Linked DNA regions of Gasterosteus aculeatus: region 2 is linked to region 1. The links are chromatin contacts, called in public Hi-C maps. All regions are on one chromosome and are shown on one strand. Each heading gives the region's core, a stretch centred on a gene start, on an enhancer-like site or on the middle of the called end of the contact. The rest is flanking DNA. Distances are from core to core; before and after follow the strand shown. Region 1 holds the start of id2a (inhibitor of DNA binding 2a). Region 2 has its middle 30 kb from the start of LOC120833404.

Evidence for each region. A called contact is a pair of places that touch in the nucleus more often than the background predicts.
Region 2: a contact with region 1 is called in a Hi-C map of blood and trunk muscle, with 1.8 times the contacts expected there. The contact joins the enhancer-like site here to the promoter of id2a in region 1. A contact is called at or near these places in 2 of 6 Hi-C or Micro-C datasets (blood and trunk muscle and skeletal muscle).

What each region holds. Positions count from the first base shown.
Region 1 is chr15:7,481,146-7,485,747 of fGasAcu3.hap1.1, forward strand. It overlaps id2a (inhibitor of DNA binding 2a), which reads right to left and starts at 2,767. Exons shown (of 2, transcript XM_078089967.1): 1 at 1-2,767.
Region 2 is chr15:7,521,365-7,525,966 of fGasAcu3.hap1.1, forward strand. No RefSeq gene overlaps it. Among protein-coding and RNA genes, the nearest start is that of LOC120833404, 30 kb to the left of the region's middle. Within about 2 kb of position 1,882, at least 2 of the 9 cell types and tissues checked have open chromatin away from gene starts, as enhancers often do.

The DNA of each region.
Region 1 (4,602 bases), core at 1,517-4,016:
ACCCGACAACTATTTATTGCGTTGTTGTTCACATTTCATCATTATGAAACACAATCCTCATCACGGGAAGGTTTTGTCTGCACTGTGTATCAGCGCGGCCGTGTAAGTGGCTGAGCACATCTAAACGCATCAGTTCCGGTCCCGTGCACTTCAGTGTTGATTGTCACCTGAGCATGTTGTGTGTCAAAGTTCACTTAGTCACGGCCTACAAATGTGGCTTTCATATCTGAGCACATGAAGAGGGGATTAACCGCTATTGACACTTTTACGTTTTGTGAATGAGCCATTTGTTTGTAGGAATTACACGCTTCACTCCTCTGCTGGAGGTTGGAGGGGAGAGGGAGGGGGGGGGGTTTGATGCCGCACGAAATACCCCCGGGGGGCAGTTGTGGACTGTCGTGATTTACACGAATATTGCATTTCCCTTGATTTAAAAAAAAACCTCATATATATATATATATATATATAAAAAAAATATAAAAAAAAAAAATATATATATATATATATATATATATATATATATATATATATATATATTGTTATAGAGGCAAAGGGTGGGTGGAGGAGAGTAAACCATTTTTAGGGTTTGTTTGAATTAATTTATGTTTGCAGAACAAAAAACACACAAACAAGACACAAAGTAACCGGTAATGAACAAAAGGGAGACAGTTCTGAGTGAAAAAAGGTCCAGCGAGCTGATTTCTGTGAGCAGAGGAGGTGCAGTCAGTAATAGTTGGCCAGTACAATAATCAATGCGATGATGAATTTGCGTCCTCGTCGCATGTTTTCCCACATTTCTCTCTAAATGCAGGAAAAACACCATCTGTGTCATCTTTTTACGCGGCCCGGACAGCTTCTCCTTCAGCTGTCCGGCGATCCCCGTTCTCTTGTGGATTTCTAATCTCATCTGAAAACTCCACATCTGGCGCGATGGGGACGTTTCCATTTCGCCCCACGTCCCCCCCCCGCCCCCCCCCCCCCGTCGTTCCCTACAGGCTGAGCACATTTCGCGCGGCGCCTCTGGACGATGAGCGATTCCTGACGGCCAAAGGTGATTAAATCGCGCAGAGAGCACGTCGGTGCAAAGCCGAGCGCACATCCAGCGGCCGCCGCCTCACCCCTTCTTCTTCTTCTATTCCTCCCCGTTTTCTCTCCTCCTCCTCCTCCTCCCTCTCGCTGCGCTTTTGGAGCAGACTCTCTGGCGCCGGTGCCGTGACGTCACCCTATTCACAGCAGCCCTCGAGCCAGCCCTCGCGGCGCCACCGAGGCGGTTTCCATGGAGACGGGGTTTCGGGGTTGTCAATCAGAAGTGCAGGTTCTCAGCTGATCAACCCCGGGACCGGGTCACGTTTGATTCCCCACTCGATTGGATTATGATCTGCTAGGAGGATACTATTATGGTAATATAGGAATGGCTGGCTGTAGTTTATATACTCCACAGATTCCCCAATAGGACATCTCACTGAGGGACAGTGGGACCTTCATGCATCAGTGAGGACAATCCAGTATGTAATGTCATTAAATGGTATGATGCATTGGAGTAATTGGTACATCTTAATATCTTTTTAAATCGTTTTTTTTTCAAATGTCAAAAAAGATAAATGAGTCTACAGCTGTTTGTTGGCTCCGACCAATTTGAGTTTCCATGACTGTCCAGCTAAATGTATGCCTTCACCATATGAACCAAATGGCCACAAGTCGTTTCCACAAGTTCCCCTAAAGGTTCCTTTGCCCCCATCCGAGTCACGAAGGCATTCCTCGGTGGCTCGCCTCTCTACGTCCCCCTTCTCTCCCCCTTCTCCCCCCACTTTGGGTTCAGGAGATGAGGTTTAGACAACAAAGCGGAGCTGCCAGCCGGCTGCGGTGCGCCCTGCAGCTGCAGCCGGCGTCGGGCTGCTGCGCTGCGGTCAGAGACGTGTTGATCCTCCGCCCCTGCAGCTTCATCTTCATTCTTTCAGCGGATTCGAAATGGATTTTCGTTGTGTGTTTATGACCCGCATACAAAGAAACTTTTGCTTTTCTTCTAACCTGTCCTCAAGTCCCGACGCAGCGAAGGGTATTCAAATAAAAAGTTACTCTCCGTGCACCCAAAAATACTGTGTTTAAACGGCAAGGGGATTAATGTAATGACATAATGCGGAAAATAAAAGGTCAGAGGCTACACTAACCGTATAGGAAATGAAAAAAGAAGAAAAAAAACCTTAATCGTTGAAGTGCCGAATCTGTTACGTCCCCTGTGTGCACAGCGAAGCGGTTCGTCATTCAAGTTAAACTCACTGCATTGATTCTAAACCGTTTACTCCCCAAAAACCTGCGTGTCAACACCGCCGCGTCTTACGCGAAAGAGCCGACGTCGAATTCAGCTCGTTTCGCAGTGCGCGTCCGTCCGAGTTACAACAGCCGCGCTGCGCCTTTTTCGGTGACTTCCTCTCCATCTGCGTCATGCGCCTCTCCACCGGGTCGCGCCTGGCGCGCGGAGGAGTGCACTCATCCAAGGGTGGCGCGGGGACTCCTGTAGCGGCTTCGGGGCGTGGTCTGAATGTTCTACACCCTCGATCTGCAGTGATGTAGTGAAGGGGGCTGTGATCTGCACGGGGTGAACGTGCAGCCAACAAACGGCCAGAGAAATCTACTGCAATTGCGTTAGAGCTCTTGCAATGCAGTGTAATGTCATAACTAAGAGCATCCTTATGATACAATCGGTTGCAATCATCAGTTTTTTCATGATAGTATTTTATTTTTCATGTTTAATAAAAATAATTTCCTGGTTGCCAAGATATCGTCCCGGTTTTATCCAACTAATATGCCAAAATCCATATATAAATATCCATATATAGAAATGACCAAAAAGGATAAAATCCCCTCATTTGAGAAGTTGTAACCCAAAAATAACCCCATTATCAATATAATAGTAGTAATTTCCTTATTATTTGAACACACATTTACGGTCTAATACAGACACAAAAGAGTTTAGCAGTCAGTCAACATTCATAACAACATTTTTGTGTAACAATGAATCTCTAATAATGAACAGATGTGTTTACTGGACACATTTTATGATTCATTCACAGATTCAGCATGTGTTCATGAATTCATAACGTGACTTTTTTCTTTGCGACAATGAAAATCTACTGCCTCCAGCATAGAAAGAGGCTCTGGTTCAATCCGTCTTTGGCCCTGCCTAAAAATACATCTGGCCTTGCCGCTGTCTTCCTCCCCGTCCACCTCGCACCTCTCCCCGGTCTCTCCTGTGGTCCAGATGGGACTTTCTCTGCTCTCTGAGCAGCAGCCACCGAGGCCTGGCTCCATTGTGAGGTGAGAGGCTGCAGCGGGCCCACGGGGGAAGGGAGGAAGCACCGGGAGCGATGGATGGGTGGACGGGAGAGATGAGGTGGCCAGATTGGACTGGGAGACAAAGGCACCATGGCTACCCGAGTACCTTCCAGGCTGGTCGTAGAGTGGCCACTCCACGCCTCCCTGGAGCCGGGCCCTCCCTCTGCTCCTCCACAGCACACAGCTGGCAGCAGGAGATGGGACGGGGAGGTACGGGCGGCGGATTACGCCATTCCCCGGCAACTATAGTCGTCCGAAGTTGTCGGGAATCAACTTTATTTATTTATTTTTTTCCACTCAGATCTTTTGGCCAGCGCGACAACCACCAACCAGTTGGCAGTGTGGAAAAGTTGGCTTCAGTTTAACTTTCGGGCAATATTGCCCGTTGGCATACAATCACACGCTAACATTGCTGTGTCGCCCACCTATCACGGCGGCACAGCTGTCACTGCAGCAAGCAGTCTGTACCCCAGTAATCAGATATCTGCATATCTACACTTTCACACCGGGAGTATGACAGTGTGGCTCTAGTCGAGCACACTGTCACAAGATTATGTTCGAAATCATATTCTTTTTTTTTTTTTTCTGCAGCGGGGAGATCAGAGATGGTAAGTTGCAGAAAATATATTAACATTAGAATTTGGTATTAATGAGCATCGAGTCAGCCGTCGATGTGCAACGGCGGCCTAATGTTCCTCCTCTGGGCCTTTTTGCTTGTCGTCTCGCTCGCAGATGCCTCGGTGAGCAAATGAATGGTGTGGATGTCGTTTGAATCCCACCGTGCAGGCGGTCAGCTTCCTCTATTCCATGGGGAATTGAAAATATATGTGAGACCTGAAACTAGCTTGTGATACCACCTTTTGCCTGGGACTTCTGGTACTGCGGTAAGACGGTTTTGTGTACGTGTCTCAACGACAGTATATCAACTGGTCAACTGGGTTGCAGATTTCATTTCAGGGAACGTCACACGTTCTTTCACATTGATTTAAAACATTAGTTTCTTGCATTAATGATCATAAAGTGTGACTCGTTAAAATAATAAAGTATGTTGCGATTGTAAATCTGTGCCTTATCCTTTGAACTAGTAGCATGCAACACAATCTTGCTTGTAGCTCTTCTGGACTGTTTGAAAATCATATATGTTTGAAATGTACAGAACAGCAGTTCAATGTGTGCCGAGATTGCTGTAACACATATAACACATTTTACTATATCCAACATACTGTAACTACTGCTGTTGATTCCTCGCAAACAACAAACAGGAAGACT
Region 2 (4,602 bases), core at 632-3,131, 39 kb after region 1:
TTTTCAGTTAAGCTCGGCCCTCAACCGCCGACGAGGAGCAACACACAGCCGCATCCCCTGAACTTACTGATTAAGGGGGTCCCAAATGTGTGTGTGGGCCTTTTATTTTTTCTACACTCCATGATGCAATTCAGTAGCCAGCTCACCTCGATATCTCACTGCAGCATTGCATCCATGTGCTGGCTTCCGGTTGGGGAACTTTTGTATCCTTTGCAGTACAACAAGACATTAAATATCTTGGTTAGCACAAAAACAAGTGCTATTCAGAGCAGACACGTCTATAAAGAATAGTGTTTTTACTGCTTGGCTGCAGCACGTTTGTCTTTCAGAACTTCCAATTGTTAAACAACAGCTGCAAAAAAGTCCATATTCATCCCCCTGAAGTTTTAATTTGGCTTTCTGGCGATAACAGTGGCCGGACCGACGTGTCTTCTCTTTAATTTCACCACCTGGTTCGTTTTTCAGTTGGTGGTCTTTCACTTCTACCTCCTGCGGGCTACAAACGGCTGGACGTCTTATTAGCACGTTTTGTCGGCAACCGGAGAACGGTTTAGCTCCAGGTGGCAATCTGTCATTAGTGTCTGATCAGCTCTGCAGGTAAATGTTTACCTCAAACTGGTTAGACATTACCGGAGCCTGCAGGCTAGGACCAGTCAGCCTTCACTGGATGTAATTGTAACAGTTTGTAATATTAATAACAGTAGCACATGATCGTGACTCATTTGTTCACTCTAAAAAGTGGAAAGAAGAAAAGCAAGCGTCAAGGTGTATAAATATAAAGCTGGACAATTAGTTTAGGTAAAGCCAACCAGAAAGTGTGTATAAGTCAAAGAAACAGATGGGGCATATTTTTGGTTACAGTGACGGGTTGCACACACAGTTTGGTGGAAAACACAAAAGGGGAGAGGGCTTGGCGGTTCAGGGAGTTCAGTCCAGAGCATCTCAGTTTCTGTGAAAACACGGCCATGTGTTTTAAGCAAAAGAGAGACCACTGAGAGGGAGAGAGAAAGTAAAAGAAGGATTGAAATTACAGCTGAAACGCAAAATAGTGCAATAACCTACTGTGCTGTATTGTAATACAGAAGATCCTGTCAGATCCGGACTGAGCAACTCCTCTCCTGCAGAAAAGGTACATCATATAAATGTTCCATCAAAAATATTTTTACACTTAATAAAATGCATAACATCTATAACATGGCCACCTTTCCATAAAGCCCTCAACAAAAAGCTGATATCTTGCTTTCTTTACCAAAACACATGATAGACTACATGCAGGTGTCATCCTGTTCCGCCTCGTCTCTTAATTTCTATACGGACACTTTCTCATTGTCTGTTTCTTGGTGATGTGTCATAACGCCACTGGGCTGCTCCCTTCTTACCTATCTGGAGCTGTGCCTTGGGTTAATACTGACCCTGGGCGGTCGGAGGAAACTCTGGGAATGAGTGTAACAGGAGAGAACACACTAGACTGAAAGGGAAACTGAGATAGTGAGCATTGACAGGATCGCGCTCCCAGGTGGGGTGTCGCCCTCAAGGGAGCGGTCGGTCGCTGACAAAGCTGTCTGTGCATGCGTGTGTCACGTGAGAGGGTCTCGCCAGGAGAATTTCCTCGGGTTCTGTATTAATGTATGTGGATGATGTATGCAGAAAATCGGATTAAAAAAAGTATGTTTTTTGCCAAATGAATAGAAAACATAATCAACGTTGGTTACATTTTTTCCCTTTTTTACAGTAGCTTTAGTCACGCAGTGTCGTTGACTTTGCCGCTACCTTCCCATTGTGAAAGGGTGACCTTCCTCTTTCTCCCACTCTCTGTTCTGCTCAGCTCCGTACATCTGTGTCTGTTTACCAGCCTGCCTGCGTCTCCCTCAATCTGAACTGATGAGTGCAACTCACAGCTGCTCCTCTCTCGTTTCCCACTGCTCGCCGCTTGTGTGTGTCTGTGAGTGTGTGTGTGTGTGTGTGTGTGTGTTTGGTGTCTTTGTGCTTTTGGTACAAGCGCCATGCTTCCAAATCAAAGACGACTGGCTCGCTATCGCAGCTCACCTCTTATCGCGGAAACAAGAAAAGTTTTTAAATAAAAGGAGTTAACGTGGATCTATATTTAACTTTAATCCCTCTGTTTTTTGTTTTTCCTGTTATATACGTATGGATACATGCCCAAAGTACTATGAAAAAGCACACTTGCAGATATGGTCTGTACATGTTCATACACAACTAATATCCACCTGTGTCACCTGAGCCCTTCAGACCTGCATTCCTCTCCAGCCTTCGATTTCATGTGGTGCTTTTTCATTTTCTGCTTTTATCTTTACCAGGATGACAAACACCTGGTTCTGGAAAACAGGTGTTGGTCAGGAGTGGCCGAACAATGTGGGGATCTTTTATTGTAAATGGGGTGTTAAATATAATATGAGTTGTATTTTGAGAGTTGATGCTCACAAGTGGTGACTAGCGGGAACAGGAAGTGAATGTTATCGGGGGGGGCAGGGAGAGGTGAAGAAGAAGAAGAAGAAGAAGAAGAAGAAGAAGAAGGAGGTTAAAGACAGAGTATGTCTTTAGGCGAGTATATGGATACTCTTGAGAGCATGACATCATCAGGACAGGTGTTGTTTGCTGTTGTCCTGAAGCCGGGGGGGGGGGGGCGGGGGCCTTGAGGAACCTGTTGGACCTGTTTTGGACCCAAGGGACAATTTCTCCCCTCAGGTGGCAGCTGAGTCAGAAGTTAATGAGTTTGAAACCTGATAAGTAAGGAATTAGCATCATACAGTACCTGCACAGCTAGACAAATTTTCTCTTTTTTACCTTCGATGATATCTGTGCTTGTTAAAATATGTTCTGGGAATATTTCCGTTTTAACACAGATGCAAATGTTTGTAGATGTTTCGCATGCAAAGATTGTGCACATAGTTGTGTTTCTCTGTATTGGTGAGTGCATGAACTCCTTGAGTTGCTAATGTAAGTACATATACGTTGGCATTCCAAAATACATCCAATCAGACTTCCGGAGGCCTCTGGCTTGTGTGGAAGTTTCCTAAGCTTCCTGCAGATATTTGTGTGAAAACACTTTCTCCTTCAGGTAGAACCAGTCGCTGTGCCGCGTTGCCTGTCGGTGCTGGTGAAATGTTTCTTTGGTAATTCTTTTGCAATTAGGAAATGTAAATCAGACAGGTGCTGCTGGCATCTATCAGAGTCTGTATTTGTTTTACCTAAGGCGTCTCAGATCCTCCCTTTGTAATCACACGCACGTGCACGCTTGCACATTTGGACCCACACACGCAACACCCACACAAACACACGACAAGGTCACCTCCACGCGTTGCTTAGGGTCTTCACGCATGAGTCTGAGGAGATTGCCGAGGTGCTGTATTGAAAGAGAAGCAAACTTTTGTATTCAGGAGAAGGCAGAGAGAGTCTGCCTTGTTTCCTGACTGACATATGTTCACTGTGTGTGAGCGAAGAACTGGGATCAACACTCTCTGCACATAAGGAGAGGTACAGCTGCTAGATAGCATTGCTTAGTTTGTGTGTGTGAAGTGAGGGAAAGTGTGTGGGTGTGTAGGGAGCGGGGGGGGGCACACGGGAATGCACGCTTTCATGAGTGTCGTTGCGTGGTTGTGTGTGTGAGAGACGAGTGACTTCGCACAGGCGTAGTATTAATGAAGCGTGCCAGTGCAGAGAGAGTGGAAGTTGTGTCAAACTGGGGGGGGAGGAGGGGGAGGAGGAGGAGGAGGAGGAGGAGGGAGGAATCTGCAACATTTGGTTTCCAGTATGTCACATTTCCACCGCATTTTAATCACCTTAAATAATGCCAAATATCGAGCACGAGAGATAAATCGTCGCTTACAAAGACTGACCACTACGACATAATGTGCAATTTTAATATTTGGACGGCAGACAAGCAACTTTTAAAAGACAGTTTTTAATATTCAGATGCCCTCCCACACACAAAGGCACACGCCGGCCACATTTAGAAACACACACACACACACACACACACACACACACACACACACACACACACACACACACACACACACACTCACACACACTCACACATACACACAGTGTTTTGTACCACTGGCAACTGCCTTATTCCCACCAGCTGTCTGGATGTATAAAACCCAGGCTTGTTGTTAAGTCTGGGGCTTAAAAGCATTGCCAAAAAGAAAGCTGGGCAGGAATAACGGCATTAATTCTGTGATTTGAGCCTCAGCATTTAAAAGTGCTTAAAACTAGCAGCTGGTGTCAACAAGGTAATAAAAGCAGGCACAAGGGATCACTCTGCCCGAGTGGAGTCGGGCAGCAGGACGTCCATATTAGTTTAAACGGCGGTGATGCAGGAAGTGCGGAAACACTGGCACGCGCCGCGTGCGGCCCTGCCACGCTGCCAGAGAAAGACGGGGGGCAGTTATGTGACACATTTGTCGTTTGTAGTTCATCAGCTTGTGTCCGAAATATAATGCACAATGGATTGACGGCGGCACGTCACACCCGCCGTGTTTTATTTGTTTTTGTTGTGCTCCACAGCTCCCCCCCCCCCGGAGAACCCCGCCGGTGACATCACCTCCTTCCTCGACGTCTCCCGCCCTCCCCTGTCAG